Regions from separate parts of the Anas platyrhynchos genome. Here region 1 is linked to region 2. The links are chromatin contacts, called in public Hi-C maps. All regions are on one chromosome and are shown on one strand. Each heading gives the region's core, a stretch centred on a gene start, on an enhancer-like site or on the middle of the called end of the contact. The rest is flanking DNA. Distances are from core to core; before and after follow the strand shown.

The links. Hi-C and Micro-C count contacts between places; a contact is called where the count stands out from the background.
Region 1: a contact with region 2 is called in a Hi-C map of F1 follicle, with 1.8 times the contacts expected there. The contact joins the enhancer-like site here to the promoter of ZSWIM7 in region 2. A contact is called at or near these places in 4 of 8 Hi-C or Micro-C datasets (F1 follicle, liver, skeletal muscle and 1 more).

What each region holds. Positions count from the first base shown.
Region 1 is chr20:4,298,466-4,305,051 of IASCAAS_PekinDuck_T2T, reverse strand. It overlaps SPECC1 (sperm antigen with calponin homology and coiled-coil domains 1), which reads left to right. Exons shown (of 16, transcript XM_027472614.3): 12 at 710-860; 13 at 1,577-1,679. Among named protein-coding and RNA genes, the nearest start is that of ADORA2B, 27 kb to the right of the region's middle. Within about 2 kb of position 3,876, at least 2 of the 8 cell types and tissues checked have an H3K27ac peak or open chromatin away from gene starts, as enhancers often do. A contact at or near this core is called in F1 follicle, where this site is marked.
Region 2 is chr20:4,242,670-4,249,212 of IASCAAS_PekinDuck_T2T, reverse strand. It overlaps ZSWIM7 (zinc finger SWIM-type containing 7), which reads right to left and starts at 1,729. Exons shown (of 4, transcript XM_072026206.1): 1 at 1,255-1,729. The coding sequence starts at 1,277. TTC19 (tetratricopeptide repeat domain 19) reads left to right here and starts at 4,373. Exons shown (of 10, transcript XM_038166004.2): 1 at 4,373-4,565; 2 at 4,624-4,697; 3 at 4,799-4,909; 4 at 5,065-5,103; 5 at 5,625-5,681; 6 at 5,950-6,011. The coding sequence starts at 4,376.

The sequences.
Region 1 (6,586 bases), core at 2,627-5,126, 54 kb before region 2:
GTAATTGATGTGCATGGGGAAATAATTTGATTTCTACGATCTCTGGCTTCTGTTCAAAAACGTATCAACATTGGGTTCCGCGGCTACTAATTTTGTTGATTTTTTAAAATATACACACACATAAATATATATACTGTAAAACCAATATGTAATATTTAAAAATACTTAATATATGTCATAATAATACAGATGCATCTGCTGTGAATATATTGGGACTTCCCAAAGTCATGTTAGATAGGATACCAAGCATCATGTGATAATAAATGCCTTTTACTGCTGGGTTGTATTAAGAAGACAAGAGGTCATCTTGTTACATGAATATTAGTGGCAGGAAAAGAAATTATTATACTAGGGCTGGTCAGTCATCTGGTGAAGATATCTGGTGATCAGCTTTTGAACCTTTAAGTCTGTGGATTTTGGTATTTCCCCTCATTCACCTGAGGCCCCTACCCCCCAGCAGGAGTATCAATCACAGGAAACCAGGCAGTCTGTATTGTTGAAATCATCAAAGCCATTCCTTGTTATGATCACCTCTAATCTGCTCAAGGTTTCCTAGCCCCATGTGTGTTTAATGAACAAATGAGTACATTTGTTTAGAATCAAAACAACAGACTACATATTGTGTGCTGGGTGGCAGGACAGTGATTAATCGAATTCCTCAGACTGCAAACTGACAGCTTTTTTTTTTTTTCCTTTTTAATTCCCACAGACCTTCTGAAGGGGAGAAATGACGAGCTGAAACCAGACCATTACCTCCGTAAAAGCCCCTCCCTGGAATCCCTGAGCAAACCCCCTATGGCCTTCAGCAGCAGAATGCTTACCTCAAACTCCAGCAGCTTGAAACCCCAAAGCAAACTCAGGTACAAGCTAAGTTTCCTGGGAAAAACAGCGCATTGGAGAAAGATTGACAGCATTACCTGGCACCAAGATGAACGTTTCAATCCAGTGGATTCTTGTCTCCAGTAGAAAGTCTGCTGGCTACTCTATCTGATTCTGAATTACCAGGCTGTGTAAACTATACCAGAGCCAAATATCAAAATTCAGGCTATTATAACCACAATTATCTGTAAGATGAGCAATTGTGACAAAATGAGGATAGCAAGCTTTCAAGAGTCACTCAGTTGTATGTCAAAATCCCATCAGTATCTTGCTGTAGCTTTGCACGTTATGGTGAGTTAAAAAACTAAAAGCTTTGAGGTCTAGGAGAAAGCCAGACACATCATTTTCCTCTGGTCTCCACCATTATTCACAGAAGTAAACGTTGTAGGGTGAAGGCAGTGTGGGTGTTTTGACAGATGGCCTTTAACTGTACTCTAGGCCTTAATTGTAATACAGATTCCAGATATTTCAGTTAATTCAAGAACTCATTTTGCAGCAGCTCAATTGGATGTGAATTTATTGTTACAGATTCTTTAGATAGAGGTTGTGCTCTGAAAGCTATTACAGTTTGGTTTCCATTTAGGTTCTGTATGCCATCTTGGTTTGTCATATGGATATTATTTATACACTGGAAAAAAAAAAAAAAAAGATATTTCAAACAAATTTGTCTTCTTCTCCCTTACGCCCCCTGGCTTAGTGTGGAGAGAAAGGACCCATTGGCAGCCCTTGCCCGGGAGTATGGTGGTTCAAAGAGGAACGCTCTGTTGAAATGGTGCCAGAAGAAGACAGAGGGCTACCAGGTACATTTTTACTTCCCTCTAGAGAACAGTTCCATCATTTTCTTACACACGTTCAGTAAGCAATGTCACTTCAGAGAAATGTATTCAGTCTGCTGCTTTTTACATGTTTACTTCTGTTGGGTGTTTTCTATGCTCTTCCTTCAGATTTCTTTAACACTGTGGACCCCAATATTACATTGTCATAAGTAATTCACATGCAAAAGCTGAAGTATTTGCAGCATCAAAGGTCACTGATGGTGAGAAACAGTGTATATGAACGGTGGCTTCAATTTGGTATCAATTTTTGAAATGACACTCACATTTTTGTATAGGTTGTGTGTTATTATGAGTGTTTTCTTTTTGGTAATTTCTGTAAAACTAAATAAATATTTCTATGTGTGGCCTTGCCCAAACTGCAACTTAGGGCCCTGCTCTTTCTAATCTACAGAAGTTTCACTGAATTTTACAAAACAAGTTTTGACTGCTTGAGAACTTGTGATTTCTTTATGTAGTGATTTTCCACTGCTGAACAGGCATAATAATTTCTCCAGTTATTGTACGGCCATTGCTGTGCTCATAAAGCTCTTGCTGGTGTTTGTATACAGTTGCGTTAGACCTTGGACTCTGCTTGTAACTGAGCTGTAGAAGGCAGTTACAGGCAACAGTCCGTCCTGTGATATATGCTGGGTGTGCAGGATAGTCTTAGTTTGATATAATGTTGAGATTTTTTTTTTTCTTAAGAATAATATTGTTTGTTACTTAGAGCAGAAGACAAAAGCAGTTATCACCACATGATATGCACCCTGGAGCAAGTCTTTAATAAAAGCAGAGCCCATCTTTTAAAGTAAATAATAACATATTTTTTTCTTCACAACTAGCTCTTTATGAAGCATTAGCTGCAGGGCACAGGAGTTTGGAAGAAAAGACAGTAGCTTTCTCTTTAAATAAGCTCATCTCTGAAAGTGTGAGTTGTTTCTTAGCACATAGCACACATTCATGTGCACATGAATGACTTGCACAAACTTTACAGAAGGACAAGTACCAGAGAAAGCTCTTGCCTTTAGACACACCTTAGAAGCAATAAAGCCAGGGTTAGATTTTAGCCTCCAATTGTGCGATACTGCATAGAAGGCTCTAGTGCTGTCCTGTGAAGTTGCATCTTCAACTCTGTTGAATTTATATTTACTTGTATCTCATCTTCTAAAATTCTCCTGGTTTTGGATTAGAAGTTATTTGGGGAGAGGGGAAGGGGTGGGGACACATGACACATTTCCATCCAGTCCTCAGAAAATGATTGGCAAAATACAACTTTTCCAAGTCTAATTTTTGTTAGGCCAGAAAGCCCAACCCCTGAGTAAGACTTTCTCCTGCCCTTTTTTGTTTTAAATGTCATACGTAGGAACTTCCTCCACTTCTTTTAAAATAGCCTGACTCATCTGGGTTCACTGTTGGAAGCGTTCTCTGGGAGGCAGCCTGTAGTAGTTACCTTTGTCTGATTACACCCAGGTAGGACTGAAGGTACTGCTTTTAGAAATTACTGTGCCGCTTGCAGACATAAAGGCCTGCCTAATGCGGGAGGTACCAGACTGGTGACAAGTATTCCCTCTGTGATAGAAAAGAGAAGGAGTTTTGTTTTTCTATCCTGAACCCAAGTAGTGCAGCTAACAGTGTATCGGATAGCAGGCCACCCAGGAGGTATGCAAGCAGCCCGGGTCTATTTGTTTTTCCTTTTAGTATTAGTCTCTGGAGGAAAGCATGTCCCTGGCTCAGAGGACAATAGAAATCTTTGCTTTATATATGGCTGCTGGAATGCTGTTACTACTGACATGACTGTCCAGCTGATATTTCAGAAAAAAACTTTGTCATTTTGGTTCCTGCTCTGCTGAGGCTCTTGTTCGGTTGAAGGCCATCCTCTGTCGTTAGTCTAAAGCAGCAGAATGAACATTCAGCAGTTTTCAAAAAGAGCAGGTACAGCCCTGGCACTGACAAACACTGTGTAGGCCAGGAGAAGCTGAGGAGTTCAGCCTGTGGGGTGTGTGTGTGAGTGGGGGGGGTTATTGCCTAGAATGTTAAGATCTCAGAGCAGAAATTAAAATCAGATGTATCAAAGGACAAACAATGTCTTGATTTATGGTGAGAGTCTCGCCTCTCTATCCTCATTGCTTTGTTTAGAGGCACTATCTCTTGGACAGTCTTCCCCAGATTCTTGTTCCCATCGTGCTCGCTGTGGTGCATTCACGGATTCCTCGTGAACTAGCTTTCCCCTGACCCTTGCACCCTTACGATAAGGCTGATATTGAGCTCCACAGGGAATTTTTATCGTTCTGGAGTACAGAGGGCTGGAATGGAGGAAAGAGCATCATCCTCCTTCCTGCCTTAGCCACTGCACTGGTGGGAATGAAGTAATGAGCTCCAGGAAGCAGAACCCCGATGACGCGCATCACTTATTTTTCATACATAAGACCCCGTCTGTGAGGCATCATCTGTGCAGATCCCAGCATACTGCTATGTTCCTTCTGACATGAAGCTCAGAACCACAAGTAGTTTGGGAAGCAAACTATTTTCAGCTCAGTGACGCAGTGGAGTGAGAGAAAATAAGACTTGATGCTTGGCTGCCTAGCTTCTTATTTTCGGTATCGCAGTGTGCTGCCTCGGAGGTTTAATATAAGTCTGTCTGTGAGCTGAAGAGGAGGAGGGGGATTCCTTTCTGTTTAAATTAGGCAGAAACCTGATTTCATTAAACAATATGAACAAAACGGATTAGAATAACTGATTCTCTCGGTAGCAGCTACTGCCTGTGTCCCACATCCCCTGAGGAAAGCTGGATTAGTGACCTGGGAGAGTATCTGGGGATAAGACCTAGGGACCAATGCACAAGGCTACACTTTTCAAATGCTTTAATCCATGCAAGGCTTATGCTATAGATAGAAATTTACATTTACTGCTCCTGGCATATATCCTTACACTGACTACAGGGGAACATTCCCTGGCTTTTTACTTCAGTGTGGTGTTCCCTGGGAGGCAATCTCATAAAACAAGAGAGGGACACTGGAGGGAGTTGAGAGAAGTGCAACAGAAATGAATGTTGGCCTGGAGGGTTTGATTTGTTTTTTTAAATAAAGAAATTGCATGAGTTTACAGTAACTGAGGGGAAACATGAAAGCGTCTACGTGTCTCTAATCTGCTATGTCATTTCTAAGATCCCTATTTAAACAGTGACTTGATATCAAAAGGTTATGAACACTAAGGAGAAAGTAATATTTTAGAAAATGGAGAAGGAAGTATGAGAATTGAGGTAAAGCTGTTACTGATAAACTGAAGTTCAGTTTAATGACTTAGAGGAAGAAAAATATGGAAGTGAGATCTCAAACTATGGTATGTTCTAGCATATGATTTCAGTTGTCAGGTTTCAATGCCTAGATCGATGTTTTCTGGCATTTTGGGCATCAATTTTGAATAACTGTTCAGGGGAAGTGCAAAAAAATCACAGCATCAAAAAGAATTGCCGTGAAATAAGGCTTTGGGCTTAGTGGCTTTTTGCAATACTTCCTTGAGGAAAATCTCCAGCTTGAAAAACAAACAAGCAAACAAAATAAACCCAACTCAATCTGAAGTGTGGTTGCCTATAAGAAATGTACACTGCCACATCTCTTTTGCTAAGCATGCATAGACTGTTCGTCCTGCCTCTCTGAATTTGTTGACATCATGGTATGTAATGTAGGGTGGTGAGGTGACCAGACTTGAGAACTGCTTTTGTGGCTCTGCAGCTCAATTACCACAAGTCCTTTAAACCACAAAGCCTGCTGAGAGTAAGTTATTTATGTTAAAATAGCTTTTTCTCTGTTGTCTTTTGTTTTTTTTTCCTCATCTATTTAAAAAGATTATACATCATAGCAACAGTGTGAAGTAGAAATTTGGTGCCTCTTTTCTAATAGGCTCTGTTCCCATGAGTCATAACTCCTGGAAGCTGCTGAGAGTCATTCTTGTTGCATTATCACCTTCCATAATCATATCATTAGTGACTGTAGTGTCATTTAAGTGCTCTGGTTCTTTTTGCTCTCTGTGGAGACCATTTGTCAAGGGGCCAAACCTCTCTAGATTAAGTCTATTGCTATCCACAGAAGTATTGTGAAAACAGGGAACATCAAGAGGCACTTAACCCGTGATCGTTAAAAATTAGGATTATTATTTCTGCCGCATACCCTCTTCAGAGATGAGATGGAATTGCTACCATGTTAATGAAGATGGCTTGCTTAAAAGAACTGTTTTTGCATTTTTTTCCAACTACTACACATCTATCCTATGGCACAGAGGAAAAGAGAATTTGAGACTGAGTCTTTTTTCCAACGTACCATCATGTTTGTTCCTTTTATCAAGTTACACTTGGTTTAACAGGACCCATTTGGGATCCACTTCTTGAAGAACCACCATCTTTTAGACTGAATCTGGCTGTGTGGTTGTTTGAGGAAGAAATGCGAAGTAGGAGATGAGAAATGCTGTAGAACTGACAAGGGGGAAATAGTAGCTATACCTCCAAAGATTTTTGTATCATATATTCCCTACCCGTGCAGACGAGCCATTGCTTTATGACTATGACAGTCTGAGTCCATCTTCTCATGGATGGAGGCAGTGCTTCCCGTTATCACTGACACCGACAGCAGAAGGCTGACAAATTGGTATCAGTGGTCTTGGTTTCCACAGGAAACTTGGTTTCCACAGCCTCAGATGAGATTTGACACCATCTGGAGGAATCCCAACAGCACACAGTAAGTACTAGGTAGCATGATCTCTACCTAGCTCTCACATCATACATGTACAAGCAGCTCCTGGAGACAATAATTCCTTTTCATTATTCTGCATTAAAATATTCTAGCAACTACGAGCAAAGCTAGAAGAGACTTTTGTTTCCCTGTTGTATTTGGTGTCAC
Region 2 (6,543 bases), core at 480-2,979:
GGAGGATTTTCTCTCCTGCTGATGCCGTGTAAGGGTTTATGATAAGCCATACGTCAGACCTGGAGAGCTGTACCTTTAGTCTATTGTCCAGACAGCTCATAAGCTTAAAAGTTATTCTAGACCTGTACATCCGGCCACTCTGAATGAGTTCCAAAGAGCTCAGAGGCAACTGAGCTAATCTTTACAGACCTTTTATCCACTGAGAAAAATCTGCGTAGTCTAGATTAGTTGCAAGGGTAAACAAGAAGAAAATCAGCAGTGATGAAAAGATAGCACGAAACATGAGCAGGAGAACAGGAGAAAGCAGAGGAAAGTTTCCAACTCCAGTGAAGACACAAAGAGCCAAGGCAGAGCCCTGGCGTCTCAACAGCACGGCTGACCTACACGGCTGAGTCAATCTCATTGATAACAAGCCAAGAAGACAGATTTATTCCAGGAAGACCAAAACTTCAGTTGCACAAACTCAAGGCAGTAAGGATAGGTTTCATCTGACAGACTGAAAGGAGGTGGGTGGGGGAACACTCAACGTAAGGCATTCCTTAATGATTAGATTTGGAACTATAATAGGCCTGAGTTTAATGAGTTTCAGTAACTCTTTCAAATTTGGGGAATTCTTTTTTCATGTACATAATTTGATCAGTCTAACAGGAAATAAGTAAGGGGAATGCCCAAAGGAAATTGAAGTTCTTCAGATATTTGGAAGAGATTCAGAAATTAAATCAGAATACTTCAGAGCCCTTGGTCACAGGGAACTGGTGGAAATCCAACTGCCAAGAGTTACCACCCAAGTGTTACTAAACTTAACAAAGCACTTTCTCTCCTTTTTTCTTTTTTCAGGAGAAGGGAGCAAAAAAGAGACTTGTCAAATATAATCCTACCCTTGAAAGGCCACTGTGGTCCAGAAGAAGGAGTCAGCAAGCATACCTTTCACAAGTGTTGTATTAGGTTACTTTAGACCCAAAGCCATCAAGGCCTGAAGGGTTCCTGGTAATCTCCTCTCCTGGCTAATTTACAGGCAGGCAAGGACACAAAGCTAAATATGAATCCGAAAAAAAAGTCTTTCTCACTGCAATGGTGCCTTTTCTCTACCTTCATCACCACTCTGTGAGGACTGCAGAACTTGGATCTCTTAGGAAGCTTCTTGTGTTTTGCTGACATATTCATGAGTGTCAGTCAATGCAAAGGTTATAAAGCTGACCTGACAATTACACTAAATGGAAGAAAACTCAGGATAATATTCAAGGGAATCGTTACCTGGTTGGTGCACAGAGACACATTCAGCTCTCCCTCTCTAGCACACACGCATGACTCAAGCAGAAGAAGGGCTCTCAGGATGCCGTTGTGCTCACACTGATAGAAACGCAGCGGAGCGCAGCGTTCCAGTGCCATGAATCACTGAAACACAGTCCACTCTCACAGAAAACTCATTCTGGATCAGAGGGCGGACTCAGAGCTCAGGTTAAACATTCTGGGTTTCTGCATGTTTTATCCACCCAAATTAGTGCAAGTCATCACAGGAGATTCAGCGATACAGAGATAATTTCATGAATTTGGAAAAACCCTTCAGACAAGAACCTTCGTTCCCACTACCAGCACACGCACTTAGTTAGAAACTGTGCCTGAGAAATATGCACTGGTCAAAGGCAGAAGAAAACCAGCTGCACTACGATGACAGCAAGTTATCAACTGCCCTTTAACAGGACACTGGGACAGGAAGCAAAGGAAAAGATACTTACCCCAGCAGCAGGTCATCAGGGACTGCAACAAAAAGAAAATGAAGGGTGATTTTGCTGAACTCCCCCACTGCACAAAATAACATCACAGGCTAGCCTCGGGAGGGTAGGATCATTCTAATCTACCCCCAGAGGCCAAACAAAACTCTACCCATCCCTTCTGGTCACCAAAAAGAAACAAGGAGCAGCAAAATGATCTGCCATGGTAGAAAATTTTAGTTAGGACAGTGTGAGGGGACAGGAGATGTGACCGTGGCTGGGAGTTTGCCATCCCCACCTCTTGTGTCTGGAGCTCTGGCTGAGCACACCAGGCCAAACAGCTCAAGTTCCACAAAACCCAACGGCACGCAGAATCGAGTCAGGCAACGCTGTCATTGTCAGTCTTAGCTCCTTGCTGCGTCAACCACATTGAATTGAAAACAATCAAGTGCCCTGCTGTTCCCACCATCCTGCCCGCCCCTCTGTTCCAGTCCTGAGCCTCCCACGTCCCGTTCTGGGCCTGGGCCCTCTTCACAGCAGCGCTGCCGCTCCCCTCACCGGGCCTGATGCACCCCACCAGGCTCCAGCCCCCTCCTTTCCACCATCTCCACTCCAACATGCACCCGATCCCAGCCCAAAGCTGGGTTCTTCCTAGTTAATGCAGGAGCAAAAGTTTCCTCAGTCTTGTTCAAGAAAATCATCAATCCCCCTTGTTCCAAGGGCCACAACCCTTGCACTTTCAGTGTGACTCCTTGTTCTTTATGCATTTATCAAGTACAGCAATTAAATACACATTACACATACATTCAGACCACGGGGATTAATTTTAAAAAGAAACATGGAAGTCCAAATACCCGAACTTTTACAATATCCTACTTTTACAAGCGCACAGCTTCAACATCTTGCTCTGCCTCTTTAAGAAGCTGGTTAAAAATACATATATTGGTTTCCCTGAAACTCTCTTGGCGTGAGTAGAGAACTTTGTGGCATCAAAACTTCGACAATGTTGTTCTTTTCCCAGCACAGTCTTTCAGGGCACCACTAGTTTATGGCTTTTAAAACAGTACGCACGCAAAAAAAAAATCTTCATTTATTAGAACTTCTTGTTAAGACGGAAAATTGCACTTCGGAAAAGTAGTCTGTTTGTTTTAGCTGACAGCTGAGGCTCTGATCACCCAATCTGATCTTTCTGTTATCACTAATGGGACACAGTGTACTGTGCCTTGTTATTCCACTGGAAAATTAGGTCTTCTGACTTTAAAAGCCTTTGTTCCAGAAACTCAAAATATTCCCTATGACTGTTATACCGTTGGTCTGACTTTTCCAACTTTCCTCTAATTTAGGTCTCTGAAGTGATTGATCAGTTTCTTTTCAGTTATGTCCCAGCATACTGTTTTGGTGCTTTAGGGATAAATTTTATATAAAGCGTATATAAGCTTTATAAAGCTCTTTAAAAAGTCACATGTACATTTTGGATCTTCTCTAACCTGACAGGAGCCATACTGCAAGTACGCCAAAAAGCTATCCAGGTGGTTACCCAGTTTAGATATTAAGTCTTTGTCCATGTCCCACTCAAATTCAGCAGTCAAACAGACTCCTCTGGATGTTTATTGGGTTGGTTTTACTGCAGGTAGAAATATTCCTTACACAAATTCCTCTGCAAAAACCATTCTCCACTTCTTACCCAGTAAGCACAAACAGCGATATTCTTTTACACAGATTGTTGCACAGATTACAGAACTCTGTTAGTAATCCAGAGGGCAATGAGTGGCATCGTTCTTAACTAGCAGCTAGAACTGGCCAGGGTTTAACTGTTAGCTTCTGCCTCCACCTCAGCAATGGGCAAGCAGCTCCCTGCCACGGGCTGGCTAACGCAACACCCTCTGCTGGTCAGTGATGAAACACGTTCATTTTTACAAAGAATTCCCTTTTAACTCTGGTTAAAAACATAAAATGCTCTATAAAAGGAGCAGCACAACAAAACAACTACAGAAAAGTGTGGAAATGCTCACCCCTCACATGCAGCCACTTGCACTACAGGCAGGCAGAATGCCTCTAGTCCCAAAAGTGCCCAACTTGGCCTCAGTTTTGAAGGGGCCTGGCTTTGAGAAGGGGGCTGCTCCTTGTTATCCGTAATTTAATGCCATTTGTGAAACGGAGGAGCTGGAAGCGACCCCCCAGCTTGCCCCTCACGACAGCGAAGCCCCCACCTGCTGCTCCCTGGAGGTTTTGACACCACCGCCCTCAGGGACGGAGCCGCCCCCGTCACGTACCGTGCGCCGTCTCCTGAAACACCCTCCTGAGCTCCTTCAGCAGCTCCTCCGCCACAGCCGGCAGGGTGCTGCCCATCCCCGGGGCACCCGCCTCAGGCCTGCAGGGAGCGGGAGGCAGCGGGAAGCCCTTCAGGTCACGGCGGACATCGCAGACCGGGCCCGTTCAGCGGGGCGGCAGAGCCGGGATCGGTCCCGGCAGGGGGAGCCGCTTCGGGGCCGTTTGGGGCTGAGGCGGCGGCGACCTCGCGGCCTAGCGGGGCCTACTCGAGCCTCTCTAGGCCTAGAATCTGCCTCGTCGCCATGGCAACAGGTGACGCGGCCCCCCCCGCGTCACGTGGCGAGGGCGAGCTCTTAAAGGGCCAGCGTGTGGCTGTGGGGGGGGTGAGGGCGATGCTGGCGGCGGGGCTGCGGCGGGCCCTGGGCGTGCGGCGCTGCCCCGCGGGGCTCCCCCGGGCACGGGCCCGGCCCTCGGGGGCCCGGCAGGAGCGGGGTGGAGGCACGGGACAGGGAACGGGGCCGGGAGCCGCCCGGTGGCGGTTGGGGTGGGCCCGGCCGGGCCCGGCTCTGGGCTTCCTTGGAGGTGAGGGGAGGGGAAGGGGGCGGCGGGGGGTGGGGGAGGGCTGAGCCTCGCCCCGCAGCCCTCTCGCTCTTCCCCAGGGACGCCGAGGAGGACGGCGAGGCCGCCATCGTGCTGCTGCTGAAGAGAGCCAAGGTGAGGGGGGACAGGGTGGCATGAGGTGTTCCCCCCCACTACAAATTACCCCCATTTCTCTCGTTTTCCCCCCAAATCTCTCTTTTTGTGTCCCACCGCAGCTCAGCGCGATGAAGGGCGAGCTGGGGGAGGCCGAGAGGTTTCTGCACCAAGCCCTGCACCTGGCGCACCAGGCGGACGACAAGAGGGCCATCGTCTACACCTACAGCATGGTAACTGCTGCTCGGTGCTGTCCTGCTCGGGGCAGGGCCGTGTCGCAGGGCACGGGCACGGCGTGGTGCTGGGAAGCCGTGTGTGGAAGGACGAGAGGTGGTGGTGAGGCTGGGCCCGGCGGTGGAGCTTTCAGCGCAACGTCTGTCTCTTCCAGATGGCAAACGTGGCCTTCATGCAGGGGCAGCTGGACAATGTGAGTAGCTCCGGTGTTTTGTTTTTATTTCCTTGTAAGAGTCTGATAACCCAGCATGAGGTGTTGTCAAAGATCTTGGAGGTGCGGTGTGACTTGCTGTATCCTGAGAGTTGTGAGGCAGGAATCTTGTGTTCTACAGCAAAATAACCTGCCTTGGGGCTGCGATCCTGTGCTGCTTAGAGTAGTATTTTCCCAGCTGGATTGCAAGCTCCAATGTGGTGAGCAAGGGAAGGTATATTTCTTATTATGAAAAGCCATGGTCGAACATCTAGAGGACTGTCACAAGGAGAACCCAGGAAAGCAGTGAAGAGACACAGATGTGATAAACTCGTGGTTGGCGTAGGAGTCCTGAATTAACACTAGCATCAGGCTCTGGTTGGCCTTTCACTTTCCACTGGTCTTGATAGCAATTGTATTGCAAAGTTTGAGACAGTTTTCTCCCAGCAGTCTCCTTCTGTAAAGAGTAGAGATGTTTGAAGTGTCAGCATTGCTCAGTGTTCTATTCAAAATTCTCATTTCAGGCAGAAAAGCTCTACAAAGCAGCTATGAGCTTTTTGCTAGCAGGAGACACAAAGGAGGTAGGTTCTTTTGATAAAGGCTTTCCAGTGGAAATATTAAGCGTTGTGCATGGTTCTTTGGTCTATTTCTTGTGCTGTAACACCTCCTCCTGGAACTGGCAATACCAGCTATGAGCTGGTGGGCTTCTTAGGAACTTGCTTTAATGGATGGCAGTGCTGGTGACAACAGGATGGGCAATTTCAAGGTGTAAACTTGTTCTGTGGCAAAGTAATGGTTCTACTGGGAAGATGTTAAAACAGTAACAGTTGCATTGTGTCCTCCTGGCAGGATGACAATGCAGTCCTTGAGATGTCCCTCAAGTTGGCCAGTATCTATGCTGCTCAGAAACAGTGAGTTTTCTGCTAACGGCATCTTTTGCTTTAATCTCAACTTCACAGTGGCAGTGGTAGCCAAGCAGGAGCTCTTCTCTCTGAGAAGAGAGTGCCTGGGGAAGCTTTGTGACAAGACACTACCAACATAAAAGCGCCCACAGGTGTGCTGTTTGTCTGCTCACTGTCATGCAGCGCAGTGATTGCTGTTATGATCTGTCTGGCTTAGGGTAGAAGCAGCTATGGAGGACATAGCTCTCTAGCCTTAAATCCACACCTCACAAGACCTGCATTCAGGAGTGAAGGCTTTTGATACAGTGGTTGGTAACTTGTAGCTTTATTTTTCTTAAGAGATGGAGCATTGGCGTGGGTGGCCATACCTGGCCTTGTCTGGGGGAGGGGGCCCTCTCCATTTCTTGGATCCTTTTGTGCATGGGTCAAGAAAAGGGTCTAGAACATGATCAAGGATAGAGCACTGAAGGCAAGAATGGTCTGGTGGAGGAAGTGTTTTCTCACAGGCCACCTAGAGTAAGGAAATGAAGGCATTCACATC